Linked DNA regions of Mus musculus: regions 2, 3 and 4 are each linked to region 1. The links are chromatin contacts, called in public Hi-C and HiChIP or PLAC-seq maps. All regions are on one chromosome and are shown on one strand. Each heading gives the region's core, a stretch centred on a gene start, on an enhancer-like site or on the middle of the called end of the contact. The rest is flanking DNA. Distances are from core to core; before and after follow the strand shown.

Region 1 (2,758 bases), core at 86-2,585:
CTTCAAGCGTCCTGACTCCTCACAGACCGCCCTCATTATTTTCCTTGCCTTTAATGCGTCTCCTTCCCACAGCAATTTGATAGAAACACATTCAAAGCTTGACTTTTACAGCCTCATAAAATCGCATCTGCCTCAAGCTCAGCCAGAAAGTGGTCAGGCCAAAACCACTCAGATGAGAAAACTCGGAGAAAAGCTATCAGCGAGCCTCTCTCGGTGCACAGCTACTGAGAAGAGTACGGAAGAAAGAGAGCAGCTTGTGTGTGTCAAAAGAAAGGTTCCTGTGAGCAAACATGCACCGTGGGGGGGTAGGAGGGGCTTGGGACAGCCTGAGGAGCGCGAGAGGCTCATTGTCCAGCCACAGACAGTCACAGTGCGAAAAGCATGTCACAGAGCATGCAGGACCTGAGAAGAGAAAGGCTGTCTAGATGGTGTCATCAGAAGCAGCAGGGGCTGGAGATGAAATGGTCCTAGAGACTGCTGAGCATCAACACCGCCACCAGACCCAAGGAAAGTGACTTCCTAAGCTGAGCACAGCTGAGCTCTGAGGACTCTCATGTCTCCATCAGACACTGAGACTCCAAATGGGGCCACCAGTCCCCAGGTGCCTGGTGCTCTGGTTTCATTTCTGTTCCTGTGATTAAAACACTCTCTCTCTCTCTCTCTCTCTCTCTCTCTCTCTCTCTCTCTCTGTCTCTCTCCCTAATAAAGAGCAAATTAAGGGAGAGAGAGGCTTATTTCAACTTAAAATTCCAGGCTACAGGCCACCATTGTGGGAAAGCCAAGTAAAGAACTTCCAACTGGTCACATCACAGTCCCAATCGAGAGGAGAGAGAATGAATGCGTACATGCTAGCTTGCTTGAGCTCAGCTCGAATTCTCCATTCATCTGCAGTTCAGGACCCATGCCTAGGGAATGGCACCACCCACTGTAGGCTCGGTCTTCACACATTAATTAGCTTAATTAAAATATTCTTCCATAGGCCAACCCAATATAGACAATACCCCCCGCTGAGACTTTCTCCAGGGTATTCAAGTTGTATTGACAAGCTGACAATTAGAGTTAACCATCTTATCTGAGAGCATGATGCCCAAGGGGCTTGCTGGGATTATGGGAAAACATAGCCAAAAGGCATTCTGCAGACTCCCAGGTCCCTCAAGGGTGATATGCAGGCCTTCATACATACACACATGCACACTCACACACACGTGCACACACTCGCGCACACATACAATCACACAAGTGCACTGGTGCTCTCAGGCTAGATCTGCCCCTCCTCCCCAGGGAACCATTGGAACAAATGTTGCTGTCACCACATTTGGCCTTCCAACAGCAGGAAGCAAGAGGAAGCCACATGACCAAGTGACAGCAGCCCAACCCTTCTTCCCTTGTGAACACAACTGGCTGTAGCCCCATGAGATGGAGTGTGTTTTGTTCATGGGGACAGAAGAATGGTCTAGAATCTTGTTTGCAGGGTTCAGTTTGGGGAAGCAGGGCTTCATACAGTTAAGGCCTGAAGGAGTATACCATATGGTAACAGATTCATTTTCAAATCCTTTTTTCTCCTTAAACATACATAAACCAAAGCTTCCTGGAATTAGAAAAGAAAAAATGAATTTCAGATCAACAAAAAAAAAAAAAAATGTAAATATGTACCAAATATTGCTTGGGACAGAGTTATACTAGAATAAATCAATTTGTTATTTATCTGAAATTCAAATTTAACTGAGGATCTTGAATTTAAATTTATCTATCAACTCTATACACACATGCACATGCAAACACAGACATGTGCACATACATGCACATACATACACATTCCTGCCCACTAGCACATACACACATGCACACATGCACAGACACGCACAGACAGACACATACACTTGCACACACACACCCATACACACACACTTATACACACACACTTGTGCCTACACACATTTTTCTCTGGATGAAATCTTATCTAGGAGAAAGAAAAGGGCAGAAAAAGCCCCCAACCTTTTGGCCCCGGGGCCCCTCCATCGACTCTGGAGGTGAAATTAGAAACCATCACTGGTGTCGTGGAGTGAGGGTCTCTATCCCTTTGTGTGAGACACAGTCATGGTTGCTCTAGCCTAGCCCTACACCTGTTCCAAATCCACCACGCAGCCCGTGACCTTGGACACCTCTCTTTTGCTGTTGGTTGGTTCTCTCCCACAGTTCAGCACATGTTTGAGTCTGGGGTTTGGCTTTCTGTCTGTCAGGATAGCCACCCTCCCCTCCCCGCCTTTCCATCTGTCCTCCACGTTTTCTCCATGGTGTGCCCTCGATGGTGTGCTCCCATGGGCTGCTCTAGAGCTCAGTCTCCTGGGTGACAGGGCACAGGCGACATGGGCTTTCCACAGACAACACCTGTTATTCTCCCCTGAAATCATTCACCTTGCAGACTGGTGAAGGTGATCTTTCAGGAGTCCAGCTCCCTCCCCCTGGAGCTGTGGGGATAAATAAACTAAATCAAAGCCTTTCGGTGACAGTAGAAAGACGGGGAACACAGAGAGAGCTCCTGGCAATCTGGCAGCACCAAGGAGGAGAGAGCCAATCACCAGAGCTGTCCTGGCATGGAATTTAGTGCTGTGAGGGATGGACAAGGTTGGGGGGGGCATGCTGGATATCTGCAAGTGAGGAGTCCTCCTACCCTCCCCTGGCCAGCCTTGTATTTCCTCCCTGGTGGGGGATGTGGGAATGAGGTTGATACTTGAACAAATTTTGTTTCTTTTGTTTT
Region 2 (2,758 bases), core at 94-2,593, 380 kb before region 1:
CTGACCTGGCGCGGGAGAAGTTTTACGATTTCATTTGTCCTCCGTTCTGCGAGTTCCTAGTCCCTGCTTGCTCGGGTCCTGCCCGGACAAGCCACACGTGGTCTGGCTTCTAGCTGGCCCTCTGGATCTAAACCTCAAGGGGTCAACCGGGCCATGCTCCTGCAGCCCGCGGGTCCACGCGCCCTTCCCCGGGAACCACCGGGGCGCGGGAAGTCCTCCCCTAGCCGCCCAGCCTTGCAGACGGGGTCAAATCGGTCAGCCCCACTGAGGCCGGCCGGTACCTAAACCTCCGGGTAACACCCTCCCTGAGCCGGGCAGCGGGGACCGGCTGGGCTCACCTGAACCGTGCTCGCCCTGGAATCTGTGATCCGGGCCCGGCCCCGCGCCCCACTCACCGCGCGGCCCCCGCGGCCTCACCGCGTCTCTGCCGCAGCCGGGCCGGGCCGCGGGGCGTAGGGGACTCTGCCTTGCCGCTGCTCCAGCCGCCTCCGCGGCATCCCGGCTTCTGCTTCGCCCCGCCCGCCCCGGCCTCCGCGCGCGCCAGGACCCAGGACCCAGCCGCCTCCCGCCCCGCCGGGGACCCGGCGATTCAGCCATCGCTCCTCACCTCCGCCGCCGCGGCCGCCCCGCGCCCCGGCCCGAAGTCCCGGCGGCTCCCGGCCTGCTGCCTGCCGAGCCGGTGGCCGGCCGCGCTCCCGCCGCCGAGCGCGCACCCTCGCGGGCCCGGGGCGCACTCACCCGCACCCGCTCCCGCTCGCCCTGGGCGCGGAGTTGAGGCTGATGTGCGCTGAGCAGGGAGCTGCCGGCGAGCCGGGACCGCGCGTGCGTGTGTGCGCGCGTGTGTGCCACTCGGACCGGGGGCGCATCTCTTAGTCCACCAGACACCGGCGCGAAGTCGCGAGGGCCATGGATCAGGCCCCCGGGCTGGCGCGCAGAGAATCCAGCCTCTTTCCGCTTTTTCGTCCTCCTCCCTCCCAGCAGCGAGGAGCCAAGTGTTCCCTGAGGCGTGCGACAGCCCCGGCCCGGCGCTGCCCCTCGTAATGACACGTTAATAAATGTTTTCTTTTATCCGCTTTCACAGGGGCTCGCCCTGGTTTGCAAACACCCGGCAGCCTTAGCTGAAAGCCCCGCGCTCGCCTCTAAACACACACGCACACACTTGCCATTGGAGACGCCGGCTCGGGCCGATCCCCAAGCTAGATCGCGGGAGGAACTGCCCACGCGCCTGGGACCTTCCCACGCGTCTCCGAAGCTCTCTGAGAAATTAAGTTGAGCTCAAGCGAAAGCAGAAGCGTTGCCCAGACATGGGCCGGGAATGGGAAAGAAAGGGGAGGCCGGTTCCCTTGGTAAAGGGAGAACTCTGACTCCAGGTGGTGCTGTCTGCGCGGTTTCTGCCGTCCCCGAAGCCACCAGAGGCTTGAGGGGGCCCTGGCTGCCAAGGGTGGGTGAAGAGCCTCACAGAGCCCACCAGTAGCTTCAGAAAGTACAGCTGATGTGCTAGGGGGTTATCGACCCTGCGGTGGAACGGGGCGGGCCTCGGATGGAAACGTAACCCCTGAAAGTCTTCCAAGATGTTCATCCATTTATAGATACTGAAATCAAGACAGAGCCGTTAAGTTATTGGCCCAAGGTCAGATAGTTGGATCAGGATCTGAACCCAAGAAGCTGAGCTCCGGAGTTGTATCTGACCCCCCAGGCTGCGCTTATTTTCAAGATCCTCCTTCCCCTGGTGGGATTTTTCTAGTTTTCTGATGGATAGCGTTTGTCAAATTCACGTAGTAAAAATAACAGGGCACCGATGGAGATGCACTAAAATCACGTCCTCGCTGTTTATCTAAAATTCAAGCGGGTTGTCTGGACTGCGTGGGGGGCTCTCGACTCCGCCCATACAGTCGTTGTACTAACCCTGAACTTGCTTTCCTAAGCCGGGGGCAAGCCCCACCTTTGGCTAGTGTAGAGTCCTGGCTGGATACAGGATGTTAGGCGTGAGTATTCGCTTTCATGAACCCCCCCCCCCACCCTCCACCCCACCCCCAGGCATTCCAGTCTCAGTGCTGCATGAGAAGGGGCTGGGCCCCTGCAGCGCTGTTCATTGGATGCTTGGGGCAGAGGGCTCCCATCCTTGAGATTCTGAGAACTTCATTAGAAAGCACAAACACACAAACAAACATCAAATGTACAGTGCTGGTGCACGCCTGCAATCCCAGCTCTTGGGAGGCAAAGGCAGGAAAATAAAAAATTCAAGGTCACCCTTATCTACACACAGGGTGATTAAGACCAGTTGGAGGTCCAGGAGACCCTATTAAAACAAAACAAAACAAAACAAAACAAAACAAAAGGAAAAAAATCTCAGAAAATAAACCAATAAAACAGATAGAAAAGCAGGTGTAATCAGTTTCAACATCCCAGACATTTAATTGAATAATTAAATTGATTAATTTATATATCCTTATAGGGTCAACTCAGACAGTATTCTCGTGGCCCACATCTGTGATGCCTGCACTGGGAAGGCTGAGGCAGGAGGATCACCCAAAGTCAAACTTTCTATATAGTGATACTGTCTCAGAAGCACACGAAGCAACAACAATGTATACACTTGATCTTTTTGTATCCTTCTCTTTTTCTGCAACAGGTAACTTTACATGCTATACCCATCCTGGCTTGGGGTTCTCCTCCCAGGAAGAACAGCAGGTTCTGTGGCCAAATGGAGAGCTTTGCACCTGGTCATCACATGAAGTGTACATTCATAGTTTTTGGA
Region 3 (2,758 bases), core at 105-2,604, 360 kb before region 1:
GTTGCCCAGAGCAACAACCTGGGGGAGGGGAGTGGGAGGGATTGGCCTAGACTCTGTCTTTGGAGGCCTGGTCAAGGCAAGAAACCAGGAGCTGAGCCATTCAGGACTGAAGTTGATACCCTTAGGGGGGCTGGTGGCTCACTTTCGGAAAATTACTTTCCTGTCTTTGGTCAAAATAGCACTGTGGGCAGCAAGTATTGTGTATAAGACAGATAATAAAAGCTCCCAGCTTATAGGATGGGTGTGTACACCCCAGCCTGCCCTGGGAGAAATCACATCACAGCAAACAGAGACCATCAGACTCTCCAAGGGATGGGCCCATCCTCCTTCCTAACACACAGAAGCAGGGCTTCTAGAAGCCATTTGCCCGTCCCAGCTGTTTTGAGTATTCCTCGCACCCGTTTTTTTATGAGTCTTTGAGAGGGGGACCTGCCTGTGTTGGCAGGTTTCAATTTCATCTCGAGTCTACTCTGCCTGGTAACAGAAGCCCCAAAGCACAGGAAAGCGACCACAGGCATCTGGAAAAGATTGACTTCTGTGTTTTTAATCACCAGAAGAAAACCCAGCCAGGGAGTTAGCCAGTTGAACTGAGAGTTTGAGGGCTAAGGCCAGCAGCAGCAAGGGAGAGAAGTCTCATGGGGCCCAGAGACAGTTTTCCCCAGAGAACTCCAGAGGCAGGCCCTGGAGGAGCAGCCAGGCTGGAAGCACAGGACAGGGCCAGTTTTGAAAGTTTGTTTGTGCCTATCCCATTCTCTTTCCTCTCTGAGTTTTTACCTTGGTGGTGGAAAAAGTGTTGTGATTTCTAAAGACAACTTCTTCCTCATCTTCCCCTGTGAACTGCCGAGCAAAGGATTAATTTAGATTTCTGCCATGCCGGGGCCTCTCTCATTAAATGAATCCCATTGTCTCGTGGAAGCCCAGGCAAGTCAGCTTAATGACGCCTCGCTCCCTCCAGTCCTGAGCAAACGTCCCGGGTGCTTTCTGGCTCTCTCTGCCATAGTTTCCTTGGCAGCTTTCCAGTTTCCATTCTGTTGCTCCATGCTCCAAACTCCTCCCCCACCGGCCCCACCCACACTATAGTCTGCACCCCTTTCTGATGCCTCGTGGGGTGTGCTTACCCCATTTCTATGGTTTCTGTTTCTACTGACAGTGTGACTGTACACAGCCAGGCTGTTTGGAGTTCTCAGAAGACATGGAGTCGGGTTCCTCGTGTCCCTGACAACAGTTCATGTTTGCTGGGATAGGATGTGTTGGTTGCAGGGAAAGGCAGACATTCTTATGCCCATAGTCGGAATAAAGGGCACACAAACACTTGTTCCTTCTAAAGGAACAAGCAAGAAAGAGTCCCAAAAAGTCCTTTCACTTCTCCATATGGGCCTGGATGAGGAAGTGGTCAGAGGCAAAGATTTCACATCCTTTAGCAGTCTGGAAGATTGAAAAGACAGAAGCTGGTCTGACATTGAACAGAAATCTCCATAAAACAATCTCTGCAGGGTGGATCTCATTGCATCTCAGACTGTGGCTGGGTGCTTCATGGACATATGACCTTCTGGGCTGAGACAGACAGAGCTCATGGAAACTTGGGCTAATTGGTTAGGATCCCCCCTTCTCTTGGACTGGTGCTCAGGCTGGAAAATGGGACCATTCTGAAGGCTTGTTGAGGGCAGAGAGTGGGCATGCCTCAGGGTGGGGATGCCGAAGGAAGGTAATGGGAGCTGGGCTGTAGATCGTGCCCTGAATATTTCTAGACACATAGGAGTGTGAAGCGGGTGTGGGCTTTGTAGCAGTCAGCTTTGGCTGTGTAACAAAGTCCCCCATCCTTCCAATGTTCATGGCTCACACAAGCCTTTGTTGCCTCCAGTTTCTAAGGGTTGGATTCGGGCACTTCCTGAATGGTTTGGGGGCTCCAGATCCATTGCGGGCTAGCAGCAGGGAGCAGCTGCAGGCCTTGAGGGTGTTCTTGTAAGTGCCATGGAAGGACAGACTCTGGGCTTGCTCACGTGGCCACTGGCCCCACATTCCCTTCCTAACCAAACATCCCCACCCCTGTACATCAAATCTGCGTTGTGTGGGAAGGGACATGGAGTCGAAGGGACAGGGATCAAGAAAGGCTGGCTGCTATCAATTTTATTTAAAAGGTCCTTAGAGGGGCTGAGGAGGCGGTTAAGCTTAAGGACTTGAGTTCCAGAGCCCACATAAGAAAGCTGGGTGTGGTGGCATGCGTGGGTAGCCCCAGTGCGGGAGGTGTGGACAGGAGGCTCGCTGGCCAACCAGTCTTGCCTAATTGGTGAGCTCCAGGCCGAAGAGAGACCTGTCTCAAAGGAGGTGGGCTGCATTTCTGTGACGGACACCTGGAAGGACAGGGAATGTGAAGAGATGAATCTGAGAGGATTGTGTCCCCATCTTGAATGTCCCCGCAAGCCTGGGTTGGTGCCATGTGACATGCGTTTGCTGTTTTTAATTTTCTTCTCTTCAGGGTAGGAGACAAAGCCTCATTAACATGATGCATTGAAGCAGGAAGCAAAGAGACGGTTAAATGACCTGAGAGGCGATGTTTGCAGCCAAACAGGGTGGCGTTGCTACCCCAGCAGTGAGGCTTGGAGAGGCCAGGAGCAGCATATGGGGACCTGGCTGAATGTCAGTAGAGAAGGGGACCTGACAGCTGCTGTTGAGCAATGGGGAGTGCTGATGCACCTACCCTGAGGCCCAGCATCGTCCTTCCGAGGTCCATAGGGAAAGGAGGTCCTCAGAGCTCACC
Region 4 (2,758 bases), core at 155-2,654, 310 kb before region 1:
ATTGGCAGGCCTTCCTGAGTGTGTGGGGGAAGGCCTTGTTCTCCTGAAAAGAACTGGGCTCTTGTTATCGGGGAGAGAAACACAGAAGCTGTAGGCCATGGGAAGGTGGCTGCCTGCCCTCCCACACTATTAGCTCTCCGTCCACCCTTCCTCCTACATCTTATCTCAGGATGCTCTCTTACTGCAGAATGAGGTATAGAAACAGAATAACCAGTATAGGCACCATTAACGCTATACTCAAGAACAGATCAAAGGAACTGACTCGCAGGACACTGCTTAGAGTAGAAAAAGGACAATATTAGTATGCAAAAAAAAAAGTATCTAAACACTTCTGTGATGTGAGGCTCCTAAGAGATGTGTGAACCTGTGGCTTTAAAAGCAGCAAGATGTCAACCTCAGACACTACCTGCTTGAGACCTCAGGAGACTCAGGACAGGCGTGGGGTGGCCACAGGGCGTGACACACTCCACAGACATCAAAGAAACACCAAGCGCCGAGGGATGGCTGGCTGGGAAAGTCCCTGCCCAGTCGGTGTAAGCATGAGAACATAGAGAGAAGCTGGTGCAGTGGGGTGAGCCTGGAATCTCAGTACTGGCAAGGTGGGGACAGGAGGATCCCTGGGGGCTCAACAGCCAGACAGCTTAGTCTACTTGAATTGTCTCTAAAATCTTCCCAGATCTTTCACTAGCTACTGAGTTAAATAAAATTTTGACACATGGTTATTTGATGTTTGTGAAATAGTTATGACTTTATCTTTGAGAAACTGGTTCAAACACGGCAGAGATGAATCTCCAACTTTTTAAAAGTTCTTCCCTTTACTATATATTTTTTTAAAAAAATTATTCTCATCAAATATTCAGAAACATTAAACAAACAAAAACTACCCCGAAGTTCAGTGTGGATGCAGAAGGATGCAATGTTTGTATTCATGAGCGGAGGAGTTGTGCCCTGGGCTTTGTGGATCCTAGAAAACCCCTCTGGCTACACCTCCTTCTCTTGTCTGCTCCTCCAGGCTGGTCATCCCAGTAGATCACCACTATAGATCACCCCTGTAGATCTCCACTATAGATCACCCCTTTCCTCCCTCTCATAGGCTAAGCTCATGGCCATCTTAGGCTGTGGCTTCTGTATGTCATCTCTGGAAGCCAAGAACTGTGTTCTCCCTATTTGCCATCCACCCAGGCTCCCTCTGCATCGCCCCCCCCCCCCCCCCGTGAGCTCAAGTCTGCAATGGATGCTGTGGCCTGTGCTTTTGGGCAGAGACGGAGGTGCGTAGAGACACTCTGTCACGCTCATTGGATGGATGTGGATCTGCCAGCTGAGACCTTCCTCCTGGGCTCAGCTGAGTCATTTCCCCTTCCCATTTTGGCCTCAAGGCCGTGTCCACAGGCTTTCTGAACCCTCCTCTCCAGAGGGATGGATTAGGTTGGGTTGGGTTGGGTTGGTCAAGGGCAAAGTCAGGGCACACAATCCTCCTAGAGCTGATCTTCTCCAAGGGGGAAGTGGACATCAAATACCTGGCTTGTGTCTCCTGGGCTCCTCGGTGCCCTCCTACCTGGCTTTGTCATTACTTTGATCCTTTGATCAAACAATTTCTGAATGTGTGTGGGGCTTAGGGTTTGAAAGCCAGAGCCAGGCACCAGGCATGTGGGGATATGATGGACAGAGACTGGGGGCCCGGTAGGGAGGGGGTGAGTCACAGAGTCTGGATAGGGGACATATGAGAGTCTAGTGGAAGCAACAGAGAGGGAAAATCACCTTGACAGAGGGACCAGCTTCTGCTGATGGGAAAGCTGGAGAGTGAATGAAATTTGCAGTGACTCAGTTTTCCACGCCAGCTCAGTGGAACTCAACAAACCCAACTCAGCACAGTCCAGCCCAACTGGTTACAACCGATCAGATCCTTCTACCCTCCCCACCTGACTCCAGCCCATTCTGCTCCACTCCAGCCACTCACCCCTCCTCACTAGTGTAATTCCAACCTAGTCCAACTGTAGCAGCCCAGCCCTGGAGTCAAGCACAAAACCTTTTACTGAAGCAGTCTCCAGAAGCCAGCCTATGACCTCCAAGAGCTCTCGGCCTTCCAGGGAAAGCTGGTATTGGAGGGGAAAGGGGTGGACAAGAGCAAGGGACATGATGCAAGGGCACGGCAGCACAAGATGGCCGCTTAACACAACGCCAGGGAATGTGTGCAGAGTTCGAGCTGTAAGGAGAAAGAAGAAACCTCTTTCTTTCTTTACTCTTTCTTTCTTTCTTTCTCTCTCTCTCTCTCTCTCTCTCTCTCTCTCTCTTTCTTTCTCTTTTTTGAGACAGGGTTTCTGTGTAGCCCTAGCTGTCCTGGAACTCACTCTGTAGACCAGGTTGGCCTTGAACTCAGAAATTCGCCTGCCTCTGCCTCCCAAGTGCTGGGATTAAAGGCGTGTGCCACCACGCCCTGCTCAAGAAACCTCTTTCTATAGGGACCATCCATCCATTCATCCACCTATCCATCCACTGACTAACTCACTCATCCATTCACCTAACAAGGCACAAGGTATGTGTGCATTGATGAGAATGTACTCGTCCTAGGTGCCTGGGGCTGGAGGATGCAGGGGTGTGGGGAGATGGCGCTCTCTCCTGTAAGGCTTCCTTGAAAATTCACCCACAGCGCAATGCAGGGAGCCGACAGCTACCTAGGACTTTCCAGATAGAGACAGAGAAGAAAACACAACAGTGTGATGAAGGGTAGAGAGCAGAGAGAGGGTGGGAGGGAGGCGGT

The links. A called contact is a pair of places that touch in the nucleus more often than the background predicts. HiChIP or PLAC-seq counts read pairs in DNA pulled down with a chosen protein or histone mark.
Region 2: a Hi-C map of bone marrow-derived macrophages shows a contact between it and region 1, with 15 read pairs. The contact joins the promoter of Sulf2 here to the enhancer-like site in region 1. A contact is called at or near these places in 11 of 39 promoter capture datasets (3T3-L1-derived adipocytes, the HPC-7 cell line, Sertoli cells and 7 more), 1 of 15 datasets of contacts at CTCF or cohesin (the NIH/3T3 cell line), 4 of 484 Hi-C or Micro-C datasets (LSK cells, bone marrow-derived macrophages, cortical neurons and 1 more), 28 of 115 datasets of contacts at active chromatin or transcription factors (astrocytes, cardiomyocytes, craniofacial prominence and 17 more) and 2 of 9 other capture datasets (adipose tissue and pancreatic islet).
Region 3: a contact with region 1 is called in an H3K4me3 HiChIP or PLAC-seq map of bone marrow-derived macrophages, with 6 times the contacts expected there. The contact joins two enhancer-like sites. A contact is called at or near these places in 2 of 484 Hi-C or Micro-C datasets (the C10 cell line and bone marrow-derived macrophages), 6 of 115 datasets of contacts at active chromatin or transcription factors (acute myeloid leukemia, astrocytes, bone marrow-derived macrophages and 3 more) and 1 of 9 other capture datasets (embryonic stem cells).
Region 4: a Hi-C map of bone marrow-derived macrophages shows a contact between it and region 1, with 21 read pairs. The contact joins two enhancer-like sites. A contact is called at or near these places in 1 of 484 Hi-C or Micro-C datasets (bone marrow-derived macrophages), 6 of 115 datasets of contacts at active chromatin or transcription factors (T-cell acute lymphoblastic leukemia, astrocytes, cardiomyocytes and 3 more) and 1 of 9 other capture datasets (embryonic trunk).

The regions. Positions count from the first base shown.
Region 1 is chr2:166,535,781-166,538,538 of GRCm38.p6, forward strand. No RefSeq gene overlaps it. Among named protein-coding and RNA genes, the nearest start is that of Gm29679, 27 kb to the right of the region's middle. Within about 2 kb of position 1,336, at least 21 of the 459 cell types and tissues checked have an H3K27ac peak or open chromatin away from gene starts, as enhancers often do. A contact at or near this core is called in bone marrow-derived macrophages, where this site is marked.
Region 2 is chr2:166,154,340-166,157,097 of GRCm38.p6, forward strand. Sulf2 (sulfatase 2) reads right to left here and starts at 1,344. Exons shown (of 21, transcript NM_028072.5): 1 at 1,164-1,344.
Region 3 is chr2:166,179,902-166,182,659 of GRCm38.p6, forward strand. It overlaps Gm30320 (a long non-coding RNA gene), which reads left to right. Exons shown (of 4, transcript XR_866951.1): 4 at 2,477-2,758. Among named protein-coding and RNA genes, the nearest start is that of Gm30536, 13 kb to the right of the region's middle. Within about 2 kb of position 1,355, at least 169 of the 459 cell types and tissues checked have an H3K27ac peak or open chromatin away from gene starts, as enhancers often do. A contact at or near this core is called in bone marrow-derived macrophages, where this site is marked.
Region 4 is chr2:166,227,232-166,229,989 of GRCm38.p6, forward strand. No RefSeq gene overlaps it. Among named protein-coding and RNA genes, the nearest start is that of Gm30536, 34 kb to the left of the region's middle. Within about 2 kb of position 1,405, at least 35 of the 459 cell types and tissues checked have an H3K27ac peak or open chromatin away from gene starts, as enhancers often do. A contact at or near this core is called in bone marrow-derived macrophages, where this site is marked.